Regions from separate parts of the Gossypium hirsutum genome. Here all the other regions are linked to region 3. The links are chromatin contacts, called in public Hi-C maps. All regions are on one chromosome and are shown on one strand. Each heading gives the region's core, a stretch centred on a gene start, on an enhancer-like site or on the middle of the called end of the contact. The rest is flanking DNA. Distances are from core to core; before and after follow the strand shown. Region 1 holds the start of LOC107950630. Region 2 has its middle 24 kb from the start of LOC121215720. Region 3 has its middle 34 kb from the start of LOC121215705.

What was found. Hi-C and Micro-C count contacts between places; a contact is called where the count stands out from the background.
Region 1: a contact with region 3 is called in a Hi-C map of leaf, with 4 times the contacts expected there. The contact joins the promoter of LOC107950630 here to the enhancer-like site in region 3. A contact is called at or near these places in 5 of 34 Hi-C or Micro-C datasets (hypocotyl, leaf and petal).
Region 2: a contact with region 3 is called in a Hi-C map of leaf, with 3 times the contacts expected there. The contact joins two enhancer-like sites. A contact is called at or near these places in 2 of 34 Hi-C or Micro-C datasets (both in leaf).

The regions. Positions count from the first base shown.
Region 1 is chrD03:32,312,467-32,316,121 of Gossypium_hirsutum_v2.1, reverse strand. LOC107950630 reads left to right here and starts at 2,334. Exons shown (of 16, transcript XM_016885512.2): 1 at 2,334-2,761; 2 at 2,892-3,013; 3 at 3,135-3,223; 4 at 3,311-3,343; 5 at 3,442-3,532; 6 at 3,623-3,655. The coding sequence starts at 2,547.
Region 2 is chrD03:32,225,298-32,229,408 of Gossypium_hirsutum_v2.1, reverse strand. No RefSeq gene overlaps it. Among protein-coding and RNA genes, the nearest start is that of LOC121215720, 24 kb to the right of the region's middle. Within about 2 kb of position 1,373, at least 6 of the 9 cell types and tissues checked have an H3K27ac peak or open chromatin away from gene starts, as enhancers often do. A contact at or near this core is called in leaf, where this site is marked.
Region 3 is chrD03:31,938,729-31,942,631 of Gossypium_hirsutum_v2.1, reverse strand. No RefSeq gene overlaps it. Among protein-coding and RNA genes, the nearest start is that of LOC121215705, 34 kb to the right of the region's middle. Within about 2 kb of position 2,066, at least 1 of the 9 cell types and tissues checked has an H3K27ac peak or open chromatin away from gene starts, as enhancers often do. A contact at or near this core is called in leaf, where this site is marked.

The DNA.
Region 1 (3,655 bases), core at 1,085-3,584, 370 kb before region 3:
AGATTACATATCTTCTAAGATTACTTTCTATATTTATCAAAGTAACCATAATTTTCCTTAAGTCTTTCACTAGGCCACCAAAACCTCAAGTAAATAGGTTTCTTCATATGTTTCACAAATTGAGTTAGTTCAAGTGGGTCCAATGAGCCTCATTTTATCAATTGAGCTTTATAGAACACTCTGTACGCATTCGTCACGACTTTGATCTGCGATTTACAACCCACAAATTGCATGTATATACACTTCAATTAATCTCAAAATTATCTCCATGTAAAATGAGATAAATTCTTTTAATTTCAAAAACTTTATCTTGTAGTTTTAGTTCCAAGCCTTTTCAAATAAATTATGTTCAAATCTTTAATATCTCTAAGGTTTATCTCCAACTTTAGGTCTCATACTTGAACTAGGACTTTTTCAAAACTAGTTGCCAAATTACCTTATGATATAAAAATAAGAATCGTTCAAGTCATATTTAGCATCAAGCTCTTTCATTTTGGAATTTTCTAAGTGTGTGATCAAGTAGATAAATATTTCACTGTATATTACAAGTTTTTGTTTTTTATAAGATAAATATATGAATAAGAATAAATACAAGGCATAATGATTTATTTTGCTCTCTAACTTTATAAAAAAATTATTTTAGTACTCATTTAAAATTTTTTATCTTTTTTAACCTTTAAACTTGTATTTTTTTGTTCAAATCACCTAAAAATAAATAAAAAAATTAAATAAATGATTTATGATTTATAATATCAACAAGTTGTATATTAAGAAATTGAGATAAAAATGATAATTTAAGAGGTAAAAAAAAGCAATTAGTGAATATCAAAATTAAAAGTGGTAATAGAAATGAAAGGTGGTTTAAAGGAGAAAAGGGTGGTGGTGAAGTAAAAGCGGGCGGCAATAGATCAGATCCTATGGATTTGGAGGTCCAGGTTTCATGGTTAAGAAAAGACGTCAGAACACTGAACCAAGCTGCAACTTGCAATCACACATATGTACACGGCAGATATAAAATTATGTTGATGAACCTCGTCAGTCGTCAGACACATTGTGATTGGTACAAATGGTGGTGCTCTTGTCTACTTCTCACGTGCCTTTCACAGCTGTTTGATTGTAATGTAGTTAAAGCAGCTGCTTTGAAGTTCGAAGCACCAAATTCAGCACATCCTTTTTAGGTTGCCCAGTATGGTTGTTACAGATACAATGCCCCCATTTGATTCTGTCCCCCTTCGCCCATACCTCCATCACATCGCTGCCCTCATTTAATATTTTTTAAGGAAAATTTCATATATATATATGCTATTAATATTTAATTCTGGATTTCAACCCATGATATATACCATATTTAAAGAGTCGATGATCGGGATGAATAGTTATTGAATTTTTGTTCCTTTTTATAAAATAAGTGATATATTTTTATAAGGTTTTAATTTATGTTTAATATAAAAAAAATCGCACCTGTTGTAATTTGTACTTAATTTTCATCTAATTTACTTTAACATTCCATATTTATTAGATTATTGATTTTTTTAACCTTAAAAGTAGACTTACTGTAATATAAAAAATTAATTAAAAATTAATTAAAAAACTAATAGAAATAATTTATTATAAATCCTATACAATTGGATAAAATACCTAGTAAATGGTATGAAAAATTATCTGTCGTTATCTTGAAATTTGATAATCTGCTGACAGCAATATGGTACCACCCAATATCTTGATCCGGAAGGCGGAACTTGCTTTTAAATGGGTACTGACAGAACCGGACGCGTGTAGGAACCGGACAGGATCCAAAGCTGACCACACTTGGGCGACCGTTTCATTTCATGCACAACTCCCTTCGCAGTTTTGCGCCAAGTATTCCCACAAATTATAAACAAACTGTCCAACCGATTCATAAACCGTCAAATTACTGCCACCTATGCTAACCTCTTACTATTCCTCACTACCTAGCCGCTTTCATATTTTTAGATTTTAATCCTTTACTACTCTATCTAATAATCCATGCTAATGGTATCACCCACCACCCACTAATTTAATAATGAATTTGTTAAAATATATTCTTATATATAAAATATGTTCAATTTATTTATAAAATTACTAAAATTTAATAGATTATTTTTATACGATTATTCAATAAAAATTTATTAAATTTTAAATTAGAATGATGTACATTTAAATTTAATGAAAGTTTATTGTGAGAGGTATCTGATTTGAATTATAAATAGAGGGATAATATTTTAAAATTCTTAAGATTACAAGGACTGGGGCATAAATTAAATCTATTCATCTCTCCCCGTTGATTTCCTCTTTAAAAACTTCAAAAAACGAACGAACTGATAGAGACTCCATAAATAGCGGGAACCGACTCTACTGCTCTTCATCCGCCGCCATCCGCTGCTCTTTCCCCTTACCGGCGACGCCTCGCTGTCAAAGCATCCGCTTCTTTCGTTTCGTTGTTGAATCAGCCACGAAAACAGTTGCAGATCAAAACAATTTTCATTTTAATTATAAAAAATTAAAAAAAATTGTAGGCAAAGCAAATGGAACAAAAAGGCTTACTGTTATCGGCGTTGGGTGTGGGTGTTGGGGTAGGGGTAGGGCTAGGTTTGGCTTCGGGTCAGAACAAATGGACCAGAAGCGGTTCCAATTCATCAACCGGCATCACTTTGGAGAGGATAGAGAAAGAATTACTTCGCCAAATCGTTGATGGCAGAGAAAGCCAAGTCACCTTCGATGAGTTCCCTTACTACCTCAGGTAAATTCCCAATTTTTTGAGCTCTATTGGCTGGAAAACAAGAGATTTTTGAATCACCTATATGAATATTTTTAACTTGCTTATACAATTTTTTTTAATTGTTGGAATGATGTTTAATTTTATGTGGCAGTGAACAAACTCAAGCATTGCTAACCAGTGCTGCCTATGTCCATTTGAAACATGCTGATGTTTCCAAGTACACAAGGAACCTTTCTCCTGCTAGTCAAGCTATATTACTATCGGGACCTGCAGGTTGATTGCCCGAAATCACAGGCGGCTATACTTGACATGTTTTTTTGGTGTTCATGGGGCTGTCTCTATAAGGCTGCTACTGACTGTGTCTGTGTTATTTCTTCTTTTTTTTCCTTGGTAGAACTTTACCAACAAATGCTTGCCAAAGCTTTAGCCCATTTCTTTGAATCCAAGTTGCTGCTCTTGGATGTAACTGATTTTTCCTTAAAAGTGAGTATGTTACTCATTTTCTTCTTCCTTCACCATTAAGCTTCAAGTTTTAACATCTGACATTTAAGTGATTTACTTTTGTTACAGATTCAAAGTAAATATGGAAGTGGCCAAGAATCTGTAAGATTCTCTCTTTTTTTTGTTTAGGATGACACATCGAAATAGTTCAGTTCAACCCTGCTTTAGAGCTTTCCCTAACCGTTGATTCTCTCATGCAGTCTTTCAAAAGATCCACTTCGGAGTCGACACTCGAGCGATTGTCAGGCTTATTTGGTTCATTTTCACTCCTTTCTCAGGAAGAGCCCAAAGGTATGGCAGGAAATGTTCTGGTTTCCATGGTATTGTGTACAGTGTTTGTGTGTATATCTCTGTGACCATGAACCATAAGTTATATTACAGGTACGTTGAGGCGGCAGAGCAGCGGTGTGGATA
Region 2 (4,111 bases), core at 124-2,623, 290 kb before region 3:
AAGAAGTTGATTGAATCGCCATCCGATCAAAACTGCAATTGAACCGGACGGGAATCGGTTTTTGCATTTAACATAAAGGAAATGAATAGAAAAACAAAAACAAAAGCCAAAGCCAAAAGGCTTTAATGGTGACACTGCTGTCCGGCTCTTTCCACTGTCGTATGTTGCTTTCTTGTACCTGCTGGCCAACGACCATTTCAATCTGCAACCACCGACTATCGCCTTCTAAATCAACCAAGGAGAATTTTAGAAATGAAAAAAAGAGAGAACGGTGAAAGCAATTAAAAAATGATAATGAGCGAAAGGAATTAGGTTTCGTTATTTTATTTTTTGGATATGCGACTAGCATAGATAGGAGTAATGGAATAAAACTATAATAAAAATAAAATAAAATATAAATATTATAGAGTTTGATTGAATAGAATAATAATGTTGAATGCATCAAGAATAGCTCATAAATTTTAATTTTCCCCTTAAAAATAAAAAAATATTTTATTCATATTATTAATATATAATAAAAGTGTTTAAATGAAATTAAATAATTGATAATAAAAATATATTAATCACCGTCTGGATGAATAGGCTAGAATTACTGTTCAATTCTCCATAAAACCACCTTTCTTGAAGCTTTCCAGAAATGAGAAAACCATTGTTGAGCTTTTTTTAAGCTTTTCAGAAAATTACCGTTTCTTGAAGTTTTTTTCTAAATTCTTTTAGAATTATTGTTCATCATTTATATTATTAATAAAGTGTTCCTTTAAGTTTTCATTTCTACATTATTTGATTCTACAATTCCAAAATTTTCAGATCTACCTGTCTTGAAGCTTTTCATGCTTTGTGTGTTTTGGATGGAAGTTTTGAATTTCCTCATCCCGCATTAATATATATTATGTGATTTTTGTTGTTTTGAGTTAAACTTTGATTTTATATATATATAAAAAATGGAGAACCTTAAAATTGGGCCTTTTTAGGAACCTAAAAGCAAGCCGAAACAACAACCCATGGCCCTGGGAGAAACACAAAAACTGGTGGATCAGGAAACTTTCCTTCTATTGCAGGACATTGTTGAAGAACATGTTTTATAAATTAGGTTGGAAACTTGTAATGTTGTGTCAATTTTAAAGAGACCCTTTTTCATGGTTGGCAGAAGTAATAATAATATCAGTGGGGGTTGCTCCAAGGACCGTAGTTCATGGAAAGGTTGCTATCAATCATCTGTGTGTTAAAATAATTTAAGAACATGAAACCCAGAAATCAAGCAGTCATTATCCTTCAGGTAAGGGAACTTTGCCATAGAAATATGATGTGAGGGAGGTATGGATGAAGGTCAAAGCTTCTTTTTACAAGTTGATTAATGCAAAGGTCCCCCCTACACTATCACGCATGTGATTTTACAATGGAAGCATTGCCCAATTCTGGGTTCTGCAATTCAGTCCTTTTCATCTGTAAAAGGATAAGTTTCTACTATCACAACAACCACCTTTTTCTTTACTCTTTCTTTTCAAAACAGTATTGGATTGGAAACCAATCGAATTATTAATGATGGATTTTTTGGTGAAATATTATTATATATTTTCAAGATATGAGATTCCATAATATTTTAAGAATGGAATGGATAACAAGGGTTTGCTGTCACTCTGTGAGATCAATTTTTAGACAGAACATGCTGACAACTGATGTCATTTTATCTTATCCAGTCAGGTCGAATTTGAGTAAAAAAAATTTAGTTAATAAGTCTAATTTTATTAACTAAATTTAATTTTAAGTTTTATTCCAGCTAAATTGAAAGATTCCAAATCGAATCGAATAAAAATAAAGTACACATTACTTAAGAGTAAATTACAAATAATTAATAACACAAGCACAATTTTTAATAATAAAAAAAAGGAGTAGAGAGTAAAAAGGATCAAAATCACGATGAAAAATTGTATTCACTTGAAAAGTTTCATTGTAATTAAATATCACAATTTTTCCACTATCATACACAGTTCTACATTTTAACTATTAACACTTGCTTTTTTTTTAAGTAAAAAAAACTAATGTTTAATACGTTTTAGACTTTAGTTTAAATTATTTTGCAAAATAAGAGTATCGATATTTATTTAAGTATTTTAAAGTATCGATACTCAAATAAATATCGATATTATTTTGTCATTTTATTTGTTTTAAAACTGTTTAATATCAAATTATTGATACTTAAACTTAAAAATGATAAAGACCAATATTTAAAATATCCATTTCATTTCCAAATCATCTGCAGCTTAAATGATAACCTTAGCTATAATTATAAACCTGAAAAACATCAACCTAGGGCATACAAATATGTCTCATAAGGCACCCCAATTCAGCAATTCAAAATCAACTAAATTGCCACATTCAACTCATTTCAATATGCTTTCGAAGACACTTCAGCACAATCAACAAATTTACATCCAATTTTTGCCATATGAGCAATCTCAACCCAACCTTATAAAACATGCATTTTTATGTACTTATTGCATAGCATATTATCTAAACAACTTATAAGCATAAATACCAATCATTATTTCCATAACCAATTATCAACCAAAACACATCATCTAGCATATCACTTTCTCAACCATTAAACCATTATGCATATAGCTAAAACTACTTTAACAAGATAACAACAACATGACCATTTCTAACACTTACAGATATATATATATATCCATAATTCCAAAAGTGCCAATAAATTCCAAAATGATCATTATAACCATAAGACATTCTAGGTACATGCCAAAACCAAAATGAAAACATCACCAACACTTGAGTTCAGGATTGTCGCTGGATGCTGAGTCGACGATCGAATCTTAAAATACCTAACTTGTGCATGAAAAACAAAACCATACACTAAGTATACTCAGTAGTATTTCTATAATCAAACATTAAAAAATAATATAAAGTTTATAATGCATTTTAACATGTCAATCTACAAGTCATAATACATTACCTACTTATTCAATATATTTACATATCTTAAACCGAGCTTATAAACTAATATCCACTATCCACCCTTATTTCAATTTCTTTTATACATGATTTCACAATTCCACAATATAATTTCATCAATCAATCATCAATTCACATATGTGACAGCATAATTTATCTCCAACTGAATTCAATTTCACAATTATAAAGATATATCATATTTTCAATTCTATTTAATTTAGTCCTTATCACAATCAACTAATTCAAATCAATTCAATTCAGCTCGTTCAATCATCTCCAACTTACCTTATGTTATTGCCACGCAATGCAGTTCGTAATTACAATAATTGAAAAGGTTTGGGTTATAGAAATACAAACTATAAACTTTGAACTATTTGTCGATGACTTTATCTTTTCCTTTCTGTTTTGAGGAATTCGGGTCAACGTTAGTTACAAAATAACATAAATACACTAAATCCTCAATACACAATCATTATAACACTCAATTGCTAATTTACGTGACCTTTTAATTTTATTCAATTTAGTCTTTAAAACCGAGACTAACATAACTTTCAAATTAAACCTCCAATTTTTATACCAATTTCACTTTAGACCTAATTTAAGTTCCTATTTTACATTTCCATCACAAATTTTGAAATTTGTGAAATTTCGTGCCTATTGCACAAAATTTTCAATTGACTTTACAATTTAGTCCTTTTTCAATACTAAACTTAAAATCTATCAAATTGGTCCCTAAAACTTCAATTGCTCAACAATGGTAACATCCAAAAACTTTAACAATAATGAAAAATACAACATGGGTCAACTAGCTTGAGTTCTCAAAATTCTAAAAACATAAAAATTACAAGAAAATAACTAAACTACACTAATCAAATTTAGCTTCAAAGTCTAGATTGCCATGGTCGAATTTCTCGTTCTTCTTTCTCTATCTATGGAATGCAAGGAGGATTAGAGAAATTTTTATTTTCTCTTTCACTCCACTAAGGCCATTATTACTTAAACTTTATTCATGTTTTATTATTATAATTTATTATTAATTTATTAATGTTTTATAATATAAAATCACACATGTTATAATACATCAACCGGCCATATATAGTATAGGGAGACAATTACTATATAAACCCCTTATTTGAATTCT
Region 3 (3,903 bases), core at 817-3,316:
TTCTGTATAAGTCCAATTGGGGATATAACTTATTTTGGTTATTGGAGCTAAATTGACTCTAAAAAATAAAGACATAAATGTAATTGTCTGGATTTTACATTTATATTAGATAGGACCCAAGATAAATTAGTCGTTTATCCATTATGAATTAATTTTCTTATGTTTTTCATAGTGGGACTTACCTAAATTCTAATTGAATGACCATATGTGCATGACTCATGTACTTTGATACATTGAAAACTTATATTCTCAAGGTAATGGGTCAAAAGTCCGTATGTTTATTACAAAACTTATGTATGATATGATTTCACTTACAAAAGTAGGATCATATATCGATTAGATTAGTAAATGATGTCTTCTCATTAGCATTGTATATGAAAATGGAACATAATCATCAATCATTTGTATATGACAGATGATTTTATCATTACTGATATAAGTAGTGATCATTTTCATTACTTAAGATACAATGGTGACTATGATATAAAAGTGATCAAATTAGGTGAACGAGTTTAAGATTAAGGGGTCTCGAATATCTAATGAGGATAACACACATATGGCAAGGTCATTGGACTAAACCTTGAAACAAATAGCTTTTGTAATGGTATATAATGAGAAGTCTAGTTATTGTACTTTTAATAGATTGACTTTATAACTAAATAACTTTGTAATTTAATAGTTGAAGAATCAAAACTTATTTTAGCCCTAATTATGTCCAATTGATCATTCTGCTAGCTCACTATAGTCTAAACGAATTACATGAAAAACTTTTAATGAAGGTCCAAAACAATGAATGAGAAATAGATTGCAGGATTACTATCTAGACCTGACTATGGGTCGGGCTGGGCCGATGTGGAATTTTAAGTCAATTTTCTAGGCTCGAGGCCCAGTTTAGCCCGAAAAATAGGCTTAAAATTTTGCTCCAAACCTAGCCTAGATTAAAAATGCTAAACTCGAACCCAACTTGGCCCACTTATATTAAAATTTTTTAGATTATTATTTTTATATAAAAAAATTTTAAAAAAAAATAATACATCAAGTATATTAAAATCATTAATATAAATATTTCCCAACAAATTAAAAATAAATTAAAAAAACCTTTATACTTTAAAAAGTCCAAATAACTCACTCATACTACAATAAGAAATTTGCAAGGGCAAATTTCATAAAATCCCACTAGGATTAAGACCACAACAACTTTCCAAGTTCATCACAACATTCAAAAACACCCAACCAGAAGCTATCTGATTTCAACTAAAAATACATAATACTACTATGATGCTACTTACTAATTAACTAAACACGACCATCAAAAAAATTCTCTAACTTCACTTGCCCACCATTTAAAAGACTTTCAATCTCTTTAGGAGGGTTTAGCCCTATTCTTTGAGATGATTCGACTTAATAAAAGAAAGAAAAAAAAAAGTATGTGATTCGGGTCGAGTCATGTTGGACTCAGGTCAAAAAAATTCTATTCGAGGCCTAATTCATTTAAAAAGCGAGTTTTATTTTTTTGTCCAAATTCATTTTTTAAATCTATAATTTTATTGAAACTTTCTCACTTTTTGAGGAGGCATTTGGGTCTGGGAGGGTGGCCCGACCCATGGTCTGAGTTATATATTGTATTTGTATTTTTGCGAGAAGGCAAGAGATGACTTGAAATTAGTTTAATTTCTTTGACTTATGTTTTAATTGGATGAATAAATTAAAATAATTAAGTTTAAAGTAGGAATTAAATTATGTAGTTATCATAGTTAAATTTTTTGTATAATTAAATAAATTTGCACGTAAATTGTAATACAGAAAAAATATCGTGATTGTAATGAAATTAAAATTAGGTTGTGTAAATTATTTAATTAGAATTGATGAATTAATTATTTGTTTTAATTAATAAAAATTTGGAGGTTTATTTAATTATTCATTTAATTAAATATTCAAAATTTGTTTTTTATTTAAAATTAAGAGAAGATAGATGGAAAAATTGGACCGGGTATGGCCAACCATGTTGACCCAATTAAGGCAAGGGATTCCTTTTTCCATAGTAAGCCACCCGTCACGCCCCTGAGAAGGCCTAAGTGGATCATGACTCTTTCAACTTAATTAATTTAGAACTCGGAATGTGATTTAAATTCTTGCAAAATTCCCCTATATATATATTTATATGGCGAAAATATTAAGGTAATGTTTAAAAACCTACTTAATAATTAGATTTGTATATAATTATTTATAATTGCACAATAGTAGCATGTTTGGATAATTATTATAATTGATGGGTTCCACCAAATTAGCTGTAACTGGAGCACTTCAACTACACTTTTCAATTCTAAGAGGAGGGTGAGAGTTGGAGTAATTACGCTGGTAATTACATCCAAATCTAATTACCATATGGCTTTCCAAACACTCATACATGATTTATCTTTAAACAATTATTTTTTTATAAAAAATTAAGTTCTAAAAATTATATTACAAGCACGAACACGTATGAGTGTTTGATACAATTATAGCAAATATATATATAAATCCTAAAAAATTGTATTATAAATAAGATTTTTATTTTATTTTATAAATGTATAACAAAAATTATATTATTTAAATCTTAAAACAGTTCTAAAATAATGGACAAAAAGTATTTTATAAAAATAGTTTACGTGTTATAATATACTTGTTTATAAAAAGATATTTGATCATAACTTATTTACGTGCCCATGTTATATATTATAAAAATAATATACTTATTTATAAAAAAATTGTTTTAACTTTTTTGCCATAACTTATTTATAAACAATAGCTTTCTAAAGTTATAGTAAAAAAATATTTATAAGAAATTTTATAAAAGTTATTGGACACTTTATAGAACTCTTTTTATAAAAGTTATATATATATTATAAATTTTATATTATTTTAACTCAACTTAGGTATTATCAAAAGGGTTATAACCTAGCATAAGTCTTTTTCCAAATTAAGTTTATATAACTTTTTATAACCAAAGCTACATATTATTTGCATTTTGAGCCCTAATATTATGTGCTAGATGCTAGTTATGTAAATACAAAAAGTTTTCTAACACTATGTCGTAGGGTATGCTATCATTTGAGTGAATTGAGTTAGACACAAACACCAAAAAAGACTCGCGAACTCTTTAATTTGATACGATCAAAGCTTCAAAATGTGATTGACATAATATTTTTTGTTGGAAAAAAAATGGATTGCTTATATTAATAAAATCACATTAGTATAGAATAAAAAAATAAGGCTGGATCGTATTAGTATGTTGCATACTTCATAACTTTATTCATAGGTGGAATTAAGATGAACCATACTGAAAAGTGTATGGAAGAAGGATGTCTTAATAATCTTAATGAAACATATTTAGTTTAGATGGTGAAGATCTCAGTTAGGGACCAACGGATGATGATAAGGAGTATATGTTAAATGTTAAAAAGGGAATAACCCAACAAATATGAAATGCTAAAGCAATTAGATAAAATTGCATATGATATTTATTTTTCTTGTTTTTTTTAATCATATTATTGACTACTTTTCTTGGACTAACATATTACATATGATTTGGTTTTAATTTTTTGTGGAGTTATGCCTCGTATTTTTTTGGTTTTTCTTCTCCGAGTTAAACTCTGTTTTTAGTTTTTCATTTAAACTTTGATTAGTGTAGATTATTTTAATATTAGTTTCCCACTTAAAATCAGATTAGTGTAAGTTATTTTAATATTATTTGACCTACAAATTTAGCCTATTAATAGGCCTTTTTTCCACCCTAGAAAAATAACCCATTACACATTTAGGTATTAGCTTTTACAAGCTTTCAGAGAATTTTGTGTTTAATTTTGAGGGTTCTTATATCGAGTTTCGGGGTTTAGTTTTATCTCTATCTTTTAACTTTTCGTT